Regions from separate parts of the Mus musculus genome. Here region 2 is linked to region 1. The links are chromatin contacts, called in public HiChIP or PLAC-seq maps. All regions are on one chromosome and are shown on one strand. Each heading gives the region's core, a stretch centred on a gene start, on an enhancer-like site or on the middle of the called end of the contact. The rest is flanking DNA. Distances are from core to core; before and after follow the strand shown.

Region 1 (6,574 bases), core at 2,185-4,684:
TCAGCCACTCCCAGTCCCAGAGACACTGAACAGGGGCTCACAAGATAGGGTGACAGCTGGGGGCTGTTATTGTCCTGGCCTGGGAAACTTCCTCCATTCTCTAAACCCAAATATTTTCTTGGCCGAGATCAACCCTAGGACTGAGCCTGTCATTCTGCCTTTTCCCCTTTCTCAGGGAGCTGTTTGTCCTCCCACAGCCTGGTCACAGTCACCGCTAACAGGATTCCTGTTCTTATGGAGCTACCTATGCTGGGAAACTCCAGATCTGCTGGCTGGGAACAGGATGTTTCTGATTACCCATCCTGGCTGTGCTACAGACCGACTGTTCTTCAATGGTCTGATTGCAAATACAAGGTGTCTAGATAAGGTACTGGTATGCCCACTATACAGAGTGGGAAACTGAGGCTTAAGAGGCACAGAGGCACTTATGACAGCTCTGGATTCTCTATGGTTGGTATAAACTGGAGTAGGTTGTCCTTCTTGGCCTGCAGGTACTAAAGTTATGGGAGAATAGGAGACAGACAGTGCTCTGGCTTTGTGGGTCTAGAAGAGTCCGAATTACAGAGAGCAAACCCTTTGGGAAAGCAGAGTCGGGAGTGGGAAGTGTTCCTGGGGAATCCGGAACAACGTCATACAAAGCAAAGACTAGAAGAGGAAAATGCTGGCTGTAACCTCCCAAGGACGATTACTGCTTGCCTGAAGATTAGGTCACCTGGAAGGACATTAAAGGCCACTGGTCTAGTGAGGGTTCTGAAATGAACCATTTTCTCAAGACGCAGGGCCTTCTAATGGAAATCATGACAACAAGGGCTACTATTTTGAGAAAAGTTACTCAGTGGCAGGCTTGGGTCCAAATGCTTCGTGCGCACGCTCCGCTCTCCTCAGCTGAAAGGATACTTGTTATAGCTACGGCCTCGGTGGCTCGACTGCCTTGGGTTCTAATTAGAAGACCTTGGGCCAGTCGCAGGCCCTCCACCTACCTCCTGCTTTGTCTGGAGATTGAGGTTACAAATGATTTTCACCTCAAAGGATTATAGAGGTAAGTTAGGAGCGTTCTCATATGTGAAGGGCATGGGAAGGGGGTGATGTTCAAAGTGTGGGCAGTGACTGTTGTCATTGTCACTCCCAGGGTTCATTAGGAATGTGGTATCTCAGTCCCTCCCCCACATCCTGTATACTTAATAGTTCCCTGGAGGCTCAAGTGCATGCTGGAAGCCCTGGACAGTAAGAGTGCCAGGACCACGGGAAGTGCTCTCTGCTCTCTGGCTGTCATTAGTGTGATTATTATTCCATGTGATCCTGAGACAGGCTCACCACGCAGCACATCAGAGCCACTCGAAAGCCTGATTTAGTTCCTACAGCCAGGTTCCTGGGCAGGGAAAGTGAATTTGAAATCTCTTGGGGTTGCCAGTGTTAAAACTTCAGAACTGAAGTTCACAGCCCCGTGGTAAACTAGGATGGGTTAATCACTCTCAGTGGTGGTGACTTCTTGGTGCTAGTACCCTTGGTACTGAGTGGTACACTATTATTACCAGTTGCATTGTCAGACTTGTTAAGGGGCCAGAGAATGTGGCTCAGTTGGTAGAGCACTAACCTAGTATGAACAAAGCTAGAGGTTCCATCCCCAGTAGGGTGGTCATGCACTGTAGCTGCTAATCCTAGGAGGACAGAGGAAGATCAGATGGTCAAAGTCATCTTTTACAATGCAGGGAGTTTGAGAGCAGCCTGGCATATTTTGAGACTGTCTCAAAACCAAACCAATCAAAACAACTGCGGTTAGGTTGCATGTAAAATTGACCCTTACAAAGTACAGTTTGGTGGCCTTAAGTTTATCTCATGGGCACTGCAAGTGCCACCACTATGTATTATTGAAGTTTGTAATAATCACTCTTTAAGGGAAACTCCATACTAACGAGTGGTCCTTCCTCTCTGCCACCCACCCATCCTGGGCAAAATGAAACAACTTTCCATAGAATTGCATTGCGCATAAGCAGAATGGTTAATGACTTTCACTTCCTATTGTGTTTTGCTTTATTGATGACTCTGTCCTTGGGGAGCAGGGTGCACATGGCAGGATGCACATGTGCAAGTCGGAGGACAGTTTTGTAAAGTGAGTCCTTTCCTTTCACCTTTGCGTGGGTTCTGGGTTGTCAGGCTTGCAAGGCAAACACTTCTCGGCTGGACCTTAGCATCTCATTGTGAAAGGTCATCTGAATGGTAGCATGGATGCAAATTCTATTCCTTTTCATAGCTGACTAGTACTCCATTCCATAGACAGACCAGTTTTGCTCATCCATTTATTAGCTGCTGGGCATTTTAGGCTGTTATGAACAACACTACTGGAAGACCCTGCTTTCCTTTCTTTAGGTATGTGAGAGGCTGTGTTCTTTAGGTATGTGGGAGGCTGCGTTCTTTAGGTACATGGGAGGCTGCTAGATTCTGTGATACTTCAGCCTTTAACATGATGAGGAAAAAGAAATTATCTTTAGCCCTACACTCCCTTCAGCACTGAAAAGGCTCTTTAGGTCCAGGCTGGAACAATCCTGAGTCTTGCCTCTGGCTCCTGGGTTGAACTGATATGGCGTTCTGCCCAGGCTAGTGAGCTTCTATTTTATTTCTTCCCTACATTTCCATGCAGACACATTGTAGGATGAGACAGCTCTACGCTGTTACTCAGTCACACTGAAGAAAATCCAACTGGACACAGAAGCTGCACAGGTTGTCTGGAAGTGTGTTGAGGGTCCTGAGTCTGAGGTCTGTCTATATGAGAAAGAGGAACAAGGTCACAGCTATGGGCTAAGAGTCTATGTGATGTTAAGGGGCAAGAATACCCCTTGGCAGGGCAAGTGCCAGGGTGGCAGTGCTGAAGCCTGTAATGAGCTTTACAGCTGTTGAATGCTGAATACTTAGGGTGTGTTACCATTGAGAGATCAACTAATAACCTACTTTACCCTCTGGATACTATCTATGGCCCCCATCAAGGAACAAGTTTAGAGGAAGGCCAATATGCAAGCAGCACGGTGGGCCTAAACCCTGACACAGGCTAGAATAGTGCTCAGTGATCTGTACCGCCCCTCCCCCCCCAATTGTGGGAGGGGAATTAATTCTCTCAGGTTAGAAGCTTGGCAGGGGCTAAAGAAGCAAGAAGAGAGAGGAGGAGGTGGGGGAGGGAAATGTGGCAAATGGAGGGCGGGTGGTCGTGAAAGGAGGCAGACCAGGTGAACAAACAAATGTTGTTGCCTAGGTTGCTGTCTGGTGAGGTAGGAGAGCAGAGGACAGAAAGAGCTTCAAAGTGCTCTCCGCTCCTGCTCCTGTTCCCACTCCTAAGCCAGCTGCACAAGAATAGTCTTCCTCTCTCCATGCAAACACTAGAGCCTTCACCTCCATTGTGCACTGAAGCCCAAAGTGGGGCCCTTATCTGCCCGCCCCTCCCACCAACCTGTCCCTGTTGCCATGGAAACTATCTCCGGGGTAAGGTGATCTCTCTCTACTTGCAACCTCCCTGCTTTCAGCACCAATCAATCAATCCCCCCAACCCCATCTCCAAGGGGGAGGTCCTACGGGAGGGTAAGGAAGAAGAGAAATTAAACACAGGAAAAAGAACAACAGCAATGAAAAATGAGCAAAGAGAGGGAGTGATGTAATTCTGGCCGTTGATCAATTCCCTTTGTCCCTGTGGTGACCATACCCTTCCCAAGCATAACTCCTAGAGGCAGAAGCGGCTCTTCTTGGGGGATTTCCAGGTCTTCTAGATGGACCAGGGATAGTTTTTCTGGCTATAGAGGCCTGTTAAGCTATAAAGTAATGAGAACTTTTACTATTCATGCCCCAATCCCAGAAGGAAGATTGCAGGAATAACAGATCAGCCCAGTTGTGGGTAATTCGAGATGGGCTGGAGCTTACATGCCAGACTCAGCAAGGTCATAGCTGGGTTTTGACCACTGAGGATTTATTTACTATGGCAGATTGTATGCTGCACAAATGGCTGAAATAATAGTTTTTGCCCTGCATACTCTTCCAGGAACTGATTTCACCCCCATTCAAAGATGGAGTCTGTGTCCCCCTCCCTTTGAATTGTAAGTGGGACTTAGGGCTGTCTCTCGAACTTTTGTATGTGAGACAAACAGTGCTGAATGACCTTAATTGCAGCTATTATTCCTCGTGGGCGTTAGAACACAGGTGGAAGTGATGCTATGGAACCTCTGAAGCTAGTTACAAAAAGACAATTCAACTTTTACCTGTCTCACACACAAGACCTGGTTCCTGGATTTCAGTTGTCATGCTTATGAAAAGCCCAGATTCCATGGAGACCCATTCTGGATCTGAGTGTTCTGGACAGAAGTCCCTACTGAAGCTTGGCTAGCTACAGCCTCCACCACCCAACAAGCCAATGAGGGAACTGTCATGATGACTGCAGCTTTTGAATGCAACCACAGGAATGTCACCTACTCTGGTCCCAGAACTACAGGAGACAGTCCTGATAAGTGATGGTTATGTCCCCAGGGACAAAGCCTGAGCTAGGAATGTGGCTCATCTGCCAGAGTGCTTGCTTCACATACACGAATGAGTCCCTGGATTTGATCGTCAGAATTGCATAAAATCTAGTGTAGTGTCCCACATCTGTGAATTCAGTACTTAGGAGGTAGAGGCAGGAAGATGGGAACGCAAGGTCATCCTTGACGCTTCTCATGTTCAAGGCCAATTTGGGCTACAAGAGACCCCCACATCAAATCAAATGAAACATCCAAACAACAGCAACACAAAACAAAACAGATAAGAAAACAAAGAACAAAAGAAAGCCAGTTTGAGATTGGACATTACAAAGTACTATTCTATTTAATTTTTGTTTTTAATTTTCTTAGCTTTTCTGATGCTAGACTTTTAGGGAGGAGATAGGCAAGTTCTCTATTACCATGCTAGAGCCCCAGTCCTGGACAGGAGGAATTAAACAGTGGTGTTCTATGGCAAGATCTATAAAGCAAGCTCACTTTGCCTCCCTCCTTACCAGTCTCTAAAATCACAGAAGTAAATTTCTCATGATGTATTTGATGGCTGTTTTCACACTGGTTCCCATAGCCATGAACGGTCAGTTCTCTGTCAAATGCTGGGAGGGACTTAGGTAAAAAGTATGATCCAGGTGGCGATTTTGTGTTCAAAAAGAAACTGTGGATTTGACACTGGGCACTTAGCTGAGCAGTTTGTTCATGGTTGTCAGTCATAACTGAGTCAGTCAAATGCCTCATATCTCTATCCTTTTCTTGTCACCACCTGCATATTCTTCCCATTTGTGACTGACTACCCTGTGTTCCACTCCAACTGACCTCCCATGTCATATTCTCTTCACCAACTTCATTCAACCTTCCATGTATCAGTGGTTCTCAAACTTAAGGGTACATCAGAATTATCTAGAATATCATTTAAATTCCTGGACTTTGGCCTCGGAGATGAATTTCTAATTACACTCTCTGTCTCTATCTCCATACATGTGTGCTGCATGTGTATGTGTGTTGTATGTGTATGTATGTACATATGTGGCAAGAGAAAGGATTTCTTTGGCACATGGCTTTGGGTGTTTCACTCCATAACTGGGAGGTGTCTTTGCTTTGGGCTTGTGGTGAGGTTGTACATCAAGGCTGAAACATACAGTGGAACAAAGCTTCTTACCTTGTAGGCAAGATGCCAACAAGAAGAGGAAATCATTGGGAAGCCATCTTCCTCTTCAAGACCATACTGGCAATGGCTTAAAGCCTTTCCCTGAGGCCTTAACTCTCAACAGTTCTACCACCTGCCAGTGGTGTCTCTTTGAAGACTCAGCCTCCAACCAATGGGCTTCTGTGGAAAATTTAAGAATCAAATTATGCTATGGTATGGAAGCATACACTTATAGTCAGGGTGCTGAGGCAGGATTGTAAATTCAAGGACTTCTTGGGAGCACAGATCCACTTCAGGGCCAGCCTGGACAACTTGGGTAATATTAGAGCTACTCCTGGACTCTATCTGCAAAGTTTGCCTCTGTAGTGTGTGGTAGTTAGTGCAGACATTCATAGTTGACCAGAGTGCTGAGAATAACTGACTTTTGAGTCATCAGGCTGTAAATGGGATATGTCTATTACTCAAGGCTCAGGGAACACCAAGGAAGAAAAATCAAGAACGTAAAAGCTGGAGGAAAGTGGGTAGGGTTGTAGCATCTGTGGAGTCCCATCTGCTGTGGTTAGCCTCCAAAGTCCTGCACAGTATTGGGCCCATTAACAGCTCATCATGGAGTAGGGAAGGGTTCATGGCGCCACCCCTCCCAAACTCATAAGCAATTCATGTTTACTGGATGAGGAAGATGGATTTTCTTCTGTGGTGCAGCCAGTTCTAAGGCGATCATGGTCTTTTAAAGAACCCCTCACCTGTGTGCCTGTAAGTGACCCTTAATTAAATCATTGGTTCACACACAAACAAGACATAGAAATAGAAGGAGGGTTAGTTGGGGAGATGAAGGGAATCGGCAGAAGTGGGAGGCAGACACGAGAGGGCAATGGGGTAATATGATCAGAATACATTATATGCTTGTATGGAAAGCATCAGA
Region 2 (6,574 bases), core at 2,133-4,632, 720 kb before region 1:
GCTTTCTCTCCTCTGTGCACCTGATGCTTTTCAAACGTACTGGTTCACCCAAAAAGAAAAAAAATCCAAATAAATCAAATCAAAATAAATAAACAAATCGTATACCAAAACAGAAGTTCAAAACAGCCCATGAATGCAAGCTCTGAGCCGGGTTCATCCCACCATTGAAACCAACTATGAAAAAAAAATGTTTTTGGACACAGGGTCTATGTAGTCCTGGCTGCCCTGGAAATTGCTCTGTAGACCAGACGGGCCTCATACTCAGAGATCCGTCTGCCTCTGCCTCCAGAGGGCTGGGATTAAAGCTGTACCCCACCTGGGCAGGCTCAACCATCCTATTCCTAAAGTTTTCACCGAGCCAAGCCTTTTTCACTGCCCTGACACCTACCTAAAGTCTCTCCGGGTGCCTGGAGCACCTCACCTGCACTGCCACTCCTAGTCCCTGTCCAGCTCAGCCTCTCCCTGGAAGCACTGTAACTTTAAACATCTAGACAGGCTGCCTGCCTTGCTGGTTTCAGTGACGACTCCCAGGAGACCGCAGCCTGGAGCAGCAGGCCCCATCTGCAGTGCAGCTGAACGAGTTAAGCTGCCCTAAGTTTGAGTGGTCTGGGGTGGGGGCCTGGACCTGAGAGAACCGGCGGGAGCCTTGGGCAAGCCAGGCCTTGGGGGTCCCTAGTTGCAGGGTCTGAGTTCTTTCACAAGTGCTGTTTGAGAGTCCCAGAAGACTCATTCCTTGGGGGTCCCTCCTAAACCCGGCCTAGAGGAGATTAAGGATCTCTTGGACCGTGAAGAGGCAAAGTTCTAAGACCCGAAATGTTTGAACCTTTGGCCCTAGGGCCTAGAAGGGTCCACGATGCAGGCAGGCAAGGGAGACTCAGTTCTCTGTGTAACCCCTAGGTGAGTTTAGGTTACTCCAGACGTTGCAGATAGCGCCCCCCCTGCCCCCCAAGCAAGTGCCAGAACCCAGGGTTAGTGCTGCCTTAGCCTCACCGACCCCGTCTGGGCCTCACAAAGGCCTTGTGTGGGGCCCGGGCCGACCAGAAGTGGCCACCATTCCCAGATCTTTAATTATGCTCTGAGACCCTACCCTTCCCCCACCCCATCGCCGGCTTCCAGCCCTTTAATCAATTTCACGATATTAAATATTAATTTCCCGCCAGCCACGCTTTCTCGAAGGAGGGGGGAAGGGACACACAGGGCAAAGCCAAGAAAAGGATGGCTTTGCTGGGTGTGACCAGGGTAACTGGGCGTGGAGGACACGCGAGCTCCTAAGTGACCGTGCCCAGAACTCAGGAGTCACGGTGTTTGCACCCTTCAACTGGGGAACTTGGGGAGTTATGAACACTTAAGATGCATGTCTTCAGGAGGGGCAGCCAGGTGTGCAGAGTTCGGGTCTGCTTGGTGACCACCTCCTGCTCTGCGGCCCCTTCCCCACCTCTAGTGGCGAGTCAGGCTCACACGGGCCTGCAGCGCGCCGCGATGATGGATCGCGCCTGGCGGGGGTGATTTGGTGTTGATCGCACATTATCACTGGCAGGTTGGACTGGTTGCTGATGGACGACTTCTAGCGGCGGCAGCAGCAGCGTCTTCAGACACCGTGCGGTGATTCGCTCGCTTTACAAGGTCTTTCCCCCTACCACCCTCCTCACCACTTACGCATGTCGGGAGAGTCTAGGAGAGAGAGTGGGGGTCTCCCCGTCCTCGAGGCCACCCACCTCGGTCCGGGACCGGGTGTGGGCCGCAGGCCCAGAGAGGAGGGGAACTAAGAGGTCTCTCCTACTTCCTCTCATTTCTCTTTCCCTTACAGCCTGCCCACCTTCCGCTTCCCCATCGGAACACGAAGGGCCTAGGTCACTTGGCCGGTGATTTCCTCGGTGCCCAGCCCAGTCCGCGGGGTGCAGTCTCCCTCTCCCTGCCGCTCACGACCCTCTCAGGGCTCCCAGCCGCGGAGGCGCTGGGGTGAAGCCCCCTCCTTGCTTCGTTTTCTAAAGTGCCTGCAAATACAAAAGCGGTTCCGTAATGCCTTCCGTCTGCGAGAGCCGGAGGACCTTGGCTGACCTTTCGGAAACTGATTGCAACTGCCTGTTAACAGCCCGTACTGACCGCACTGAGCGGAGCGGAGGACAATCATTTAAGTGACAGACGGCGAGGTGGCCCCGGCTCAGTTGAGCGGCCTGGTTAAGCCCTCCCCTCCCCCCTCCCCAGCTACTCCCCCAGCTCCGGGTGCACTGCGGGCCGTGGCCAGCTCTCTGGAGAGCGGGGAGGGCGCACCGTGAGCGCCTGTGAGTGTGAGTGCGTGTCTGCGATTATGGGCCGAAGGGTTAACCCTTTGCAGAACGCCGCCGGGGTCCTTTGAAGCCGAGCGCTGCCGGCTTAATCTGCCATTTGCAGAAGAGGAATAAAGAGGCTGCCTTGTCCTACTACCCCTAATGGGTAAACTGTACTCTCTTAGCGTGACCCGGTCACTGTCCCTGCTGCTGCCGAGGAAAGATCTCGACCCTTGGATCTTCTGCCATGGCGCTATGTAACCTCCCTGCGCTTTCCTCTTTTTCCTCACAGAAACAAGGAACAGCGCGGGGACAGCGCAAAGCGTCCAAAGGCTTTAAGGTTCGCGATGCAGTGGACGTGGGTGTTCCTGGTGTTTTCTGTTTTGGAAACTGGAAAAAGGGGAGGTGGGCTCACAGCAGGAAGGGCAGGTGGGGGAGGGGGAGGCTGGTGACAGGGCACCTCGGGCTTCTCTCTCTCTCTCTCTCTCTCTCTCTCTCTCTCTCTCTCTCTCTCTCTCTCTCTCTCTCTCTCTCTCTCTCTCTCTCTCTCTCTCTCTCTCTCTCTCTCTCTCTCTCTCTCTCTCTCTCTCTCTCTGGAGAGATCGCCAGCTGCTCTCCAACAGGCAGCGCCCTGAAATCTATTTAAAGAGAGGGAAAGGGGAGGAGAACAAAGGGGGAGGAGGGGGGCGGCGAGAGAGCAGGGAGGATCCGCCGCTCCGCGGGCACATCAAGCGCTCACATCTGTACACTCCGCGATCGATGGGGAGAATGGATAATATTTGTCAGCTGCAGACCTTTCTCTTCCCGGTTCCCAGGAAGGGGAGGGGGCAAGGGAGGGGGAGGGGCAGGCAGACCAGGCGAGAGAGGCCGCGTCAAGGACAGCGCGCCTCCCGCTGCAGCCGCACGGAAACCCAGTGCCCAGAAAGCCGGCAGATTTTTTTCTCTTATTATCATTATTAATTATTTTTTATTATTCCACAGCAGCCAGCGAGCGCTCAGCCGCGCCCCTCCCCCGCTCGCCTGCCGCCTCCCTTTGTTGATTTTCAGCTGCAAGCGTGGCGGGCCCGAGCCACCGCCGCCGCGGAGCACGATTTGCTCTTGCGCCCTGGGTCGCAGCTGCGGCCCAGGAAGTCAGGGCTCCGCCCCCGCCCCCGCCCCCCGAGGCGCGGCAGATCCTGTCCACCAAGCGCGCGCGCGCGCGCGCGCACACACACACACACACACACACACACACACACACACACACACACACACACACACACACACACACACTCATCGGTGGCCAGCCACCAGGCTATCCTAGCAGTACTTTGCTGCGGCTTTGCGTCCCCCAAAGCCCAGGCGCTGGCTGCCTCGACCAGGAGCCAGCCGTGGGCCGCACACCGGCCTTCACCACCCCCTTCCCCGGCCGCGGCACTCTGATGCCGCCACCCTCACACATGGTCTTCATTTAGCACACTAGCGGCTCGCTTCCTCTCTGCTCTTCTCCTCGGGGCTTTTCAGAGCGAGGAGGGAGGTTTAGAGGAAGTTAGAAACCTTGTGAGCCCACGGGGAAGGGGGAAACCCTCGTTAGCAGTCTGAGCTTCCGAGACGGAGGGGAGCGTCCTACGGGGGATAGGACAGAGCCTAGGTGCCCTCCCCTCCCTTGAATGTTAGGAAGGCTAAGTGAGAGGTGGCAGTCTCACCCATTCGTCCTTTTGCCTGTTAGACCTTATATCGCTAACCTAGTGGTGCCCTCAGCTAGTTGGAGACGGATTGGGTAGGGTGGAGTGGGAGTTGATGGGACAGGCAGTCAACGAATGAGACCTAAGATAGCTCAGACTGACCCAACCGTAATGGCTAGCTCACCAAACCTTTCCCATTCACCCCAGGTTGAAAACCTAAAACGGATGACCCACCAATTGGCCTGGGTCCACTGTGTTGCGGAAGATGGAGGAGGGGAGCTGCAGAGATTCGGGGTTTATTTGTATACCCTCATCCTCCTGCGATACCAAGCCAGCCAGAGGTGGCGTCCCTGACTGCTCTGCGGTCCTGGGCAGGGCAGGAAGCTGGCGCGGCCGCCGACTGGGCAGGCACCACTTGGCCTAGCCCGCTGTTCGCTGGAACTCGCGAAGCACCATCACTCTGAGTTGAGTTCCCGAGACTCCGGCCTGGTCACCCTGAGCTGTTTTCCTCCCACATCGTCAGTTGGCCTCTCTCGCAAGTCTCCTGATCTCCCGCCATCTGCTTTTCCCTTCCTTGACCGATCTCTGGAACTTCGAAATACATTCAACCGCCTTTTCTGAGATTCAAAGTTTTGTGTTTCCCCAGGGGTTAGCAGCCTAATGCTTCCCCCGTTTCCCGGAACAAAGCAAGTATTCAGCCGGGAGGGGGGCAGGCTGAGTATCCTCTCCCAGCAGCGCCTGGCGCCTGTGCAGGTTCAGAACACTCTCTTTTGAATGCAGGTGCCTTGGTGTGAGTGAGTGTGTGTGTGTGTGTGTGTGTGTGTGTGTGTGTGGTGGTGGGGGGGGGGGGGCTTTCTTTCCTCCGTCTCTCCGGGGAGCCCGAGAGGACACTTGTGTTTAGGCGAGGTTCTCACCCCGAGCTAGGAGGGCACACACTCGGCTGTTTACAGTGTGTCTGCTGCTGGAGATCACTTGCCCACACTTGACAGCGCGGGGCACCCTCAGGCTGCCAGATCCTCGAGCACTTCGCCGGAGGCTTTCGCAGTACTGGGGCCAGGGTGGGCAAGGAAAAGCGAGAGGTCTCTTAGAATTTTGAGGTTTTGCAGTCCACAGATCCCCCACCACCACCACCACCATAACAAGAGTCTGGATCGAGTAGTCTGTCAAAGGAGTTTAGGGGAGGAGTGAAGAGCTCACGAAGCGGGGTGAGATTCAAAACAGTCCTTGGGCTACCATCAGACAGCCTATCCCCATCCCCCAGTCCCGGGTGCGCCCTGGACTCCACTCGCGACTCAGAGGTGCCTCTCTCTGGACAGCGCTCCGCAGCTCCACCTGTCTTTGCCACCCTACGCGATAGACTTCTCACCCCAAGCAAGGAGGGAGGGCTACGCTAGCTGTGACCACGAGCGCCCCGGCTTTCAGCCGTACAGCTCGGCCTTAGATCCCGCTCCAGCTCTTCCCTTCTCCCCGGCCTGTGGCCCGCTCCAGGCGCCTCTAGCGCGGCCTGAAACTTGATCCCGTGTCGGAAGGACAGTATGTAAACACCAGGCGCGCTCCGAGAACCCGCGGGAGGGGCCGAGCGAGGGCCGCCCGGGCGAGCAGCTCCGAGGCCCCGCGCCCCCTCCTGCCTGCTCGCCCGGGGCGTGATCGGCAGGGCCGCTGCCTAGCTCTCTGCCTTCCCTGTTGGCTCAGCTAATTGGAGCCGCCGCCACTGTGGCGGCCTCTTGTTGAATTTTCTAGATCGCAACCGTTCAGTCGTGGCTGCCTGCGGCTCCCTTCCCCCTCCCACAGCTGTTATCAAGGCCAGCAACTTGTTGGTGATGGGGACAGTCCCTCCACTGACCCTGGCGTCAGGCTCCGCATTTACTTCAGCAGTTCCAAGAGTGTTTTTTGTTTGGTGTGGTGTGTGAGGTGTGTGTGTGTGGTGTGTGTGTGTGTGTGTGTGTGTGTGTGTGTGTGAGAGAGAGAGAGAGAGAGAGAGAGAGAGAGAGAGAGAGAGAGTCATGTTGGAAGTGCAAGGATTCCCGCCAGGATTCGAGGCTCCTGGTACTAAACCAGGGAACCTCCTGGCAGAAAGCCTTTATTCTCACGGCCTTGCACCAGGAAGTAGTGGCAGTCCAGAGGGCCTCCAAGAACAACTCCACTAGCTTTGGTTCCTAACCGGAAAACATTACAATGGGGTGGGGTGGTGATGGCAGAAAAATAATTCCCTCTCTCTTACCCGGTCCCTTTCTCTAGTTGACACCACATTTGGAACTTGTGTGCAAGTCCCTTGAACCTCCTGCACTTTGGAGTCTAGGCCACCTAGATGCCACAAAGCTACTTGCACTTTGAGTTGATTGATGTACCAAGCAGATCTAGGAAAAAACAACACTCTCTGGGCTCTGTAGATGCAGTGCTCCCAAGCTGGGTCAGCTTCAAGCCTGTGGTGCTTCCCCTTCCTCCCAGCCTTCTCTGGCCAGCCATCGATTGCCCCAGACACATTTGTACTGGATGCCGTCTATCCGTGCAGCCAGTAAACTGTAGTGGCCTATAAGAGGTTCCAAGTTTGGCCTCATGGCAGAGTGGGAGTAGAAAGCAGTTCGGTAGACTCAGGAAGAAATTACTGGTGGCAGGAGAAGAACTCAGTTGCTTTTTATCCAA

Evidence for each region. HiChIP or PLAC-seq counts read pairs in DNA pulled down with a chosen protein or histone mark.
Region 2: an H3K27ac HiChIP or PLAC-seq map of differentiating embryonic stem cells shows a contact between it and region 1, with 8 times the contacts expected there. The contact joins two enhancer-like sites. A contact is called at or near these places in 1 of 15 datasets of contacts at CTCF or cohesin (pro-B cells) and 4 of 115 datasets of contacts at active chromatin or transcription factors (craniofacial prominence, differentiating embryonic stem cells, embryonic forebrain and 1 more).

The regions. Positions count from the first base shown.
Region 1 is chrX:11,412,726-11,419,299 of GRCm38.p6, reverse strand. It overlaps Gm34077 (a long non-coding RNA gene), which reads left to right and starts at 660. Exons shown (of 4, transcript XR_386893.2): 1 at 660-1,039. Within about 2 kb of position 3,434, at least 7 of the 459 cell types and tissues checked have an H3K27ac peak or open chromatin away from gene starts, as enhancers often do. A contact at or near this core is called in differentiating embryonic stem cells, where this site is marked.
Region 2 is chrX:12,132,434-12,139,007 of GRCm38.p6, reverse strand. It overlaps a transcript of Bcor not described here. Among named protein-coding and RNA genes, the nearest start is that of Gm46687, 43 kb to the right of the region's middle. Within about 2 kb of position 3,382, at least 257 of the 459 cell types and tissues checked have an H3K27ac peak or open chromatin away from gene starts, as enhancers often do. A contact at or near this core is called in differentiating embryonic stem cells, where this site is marked.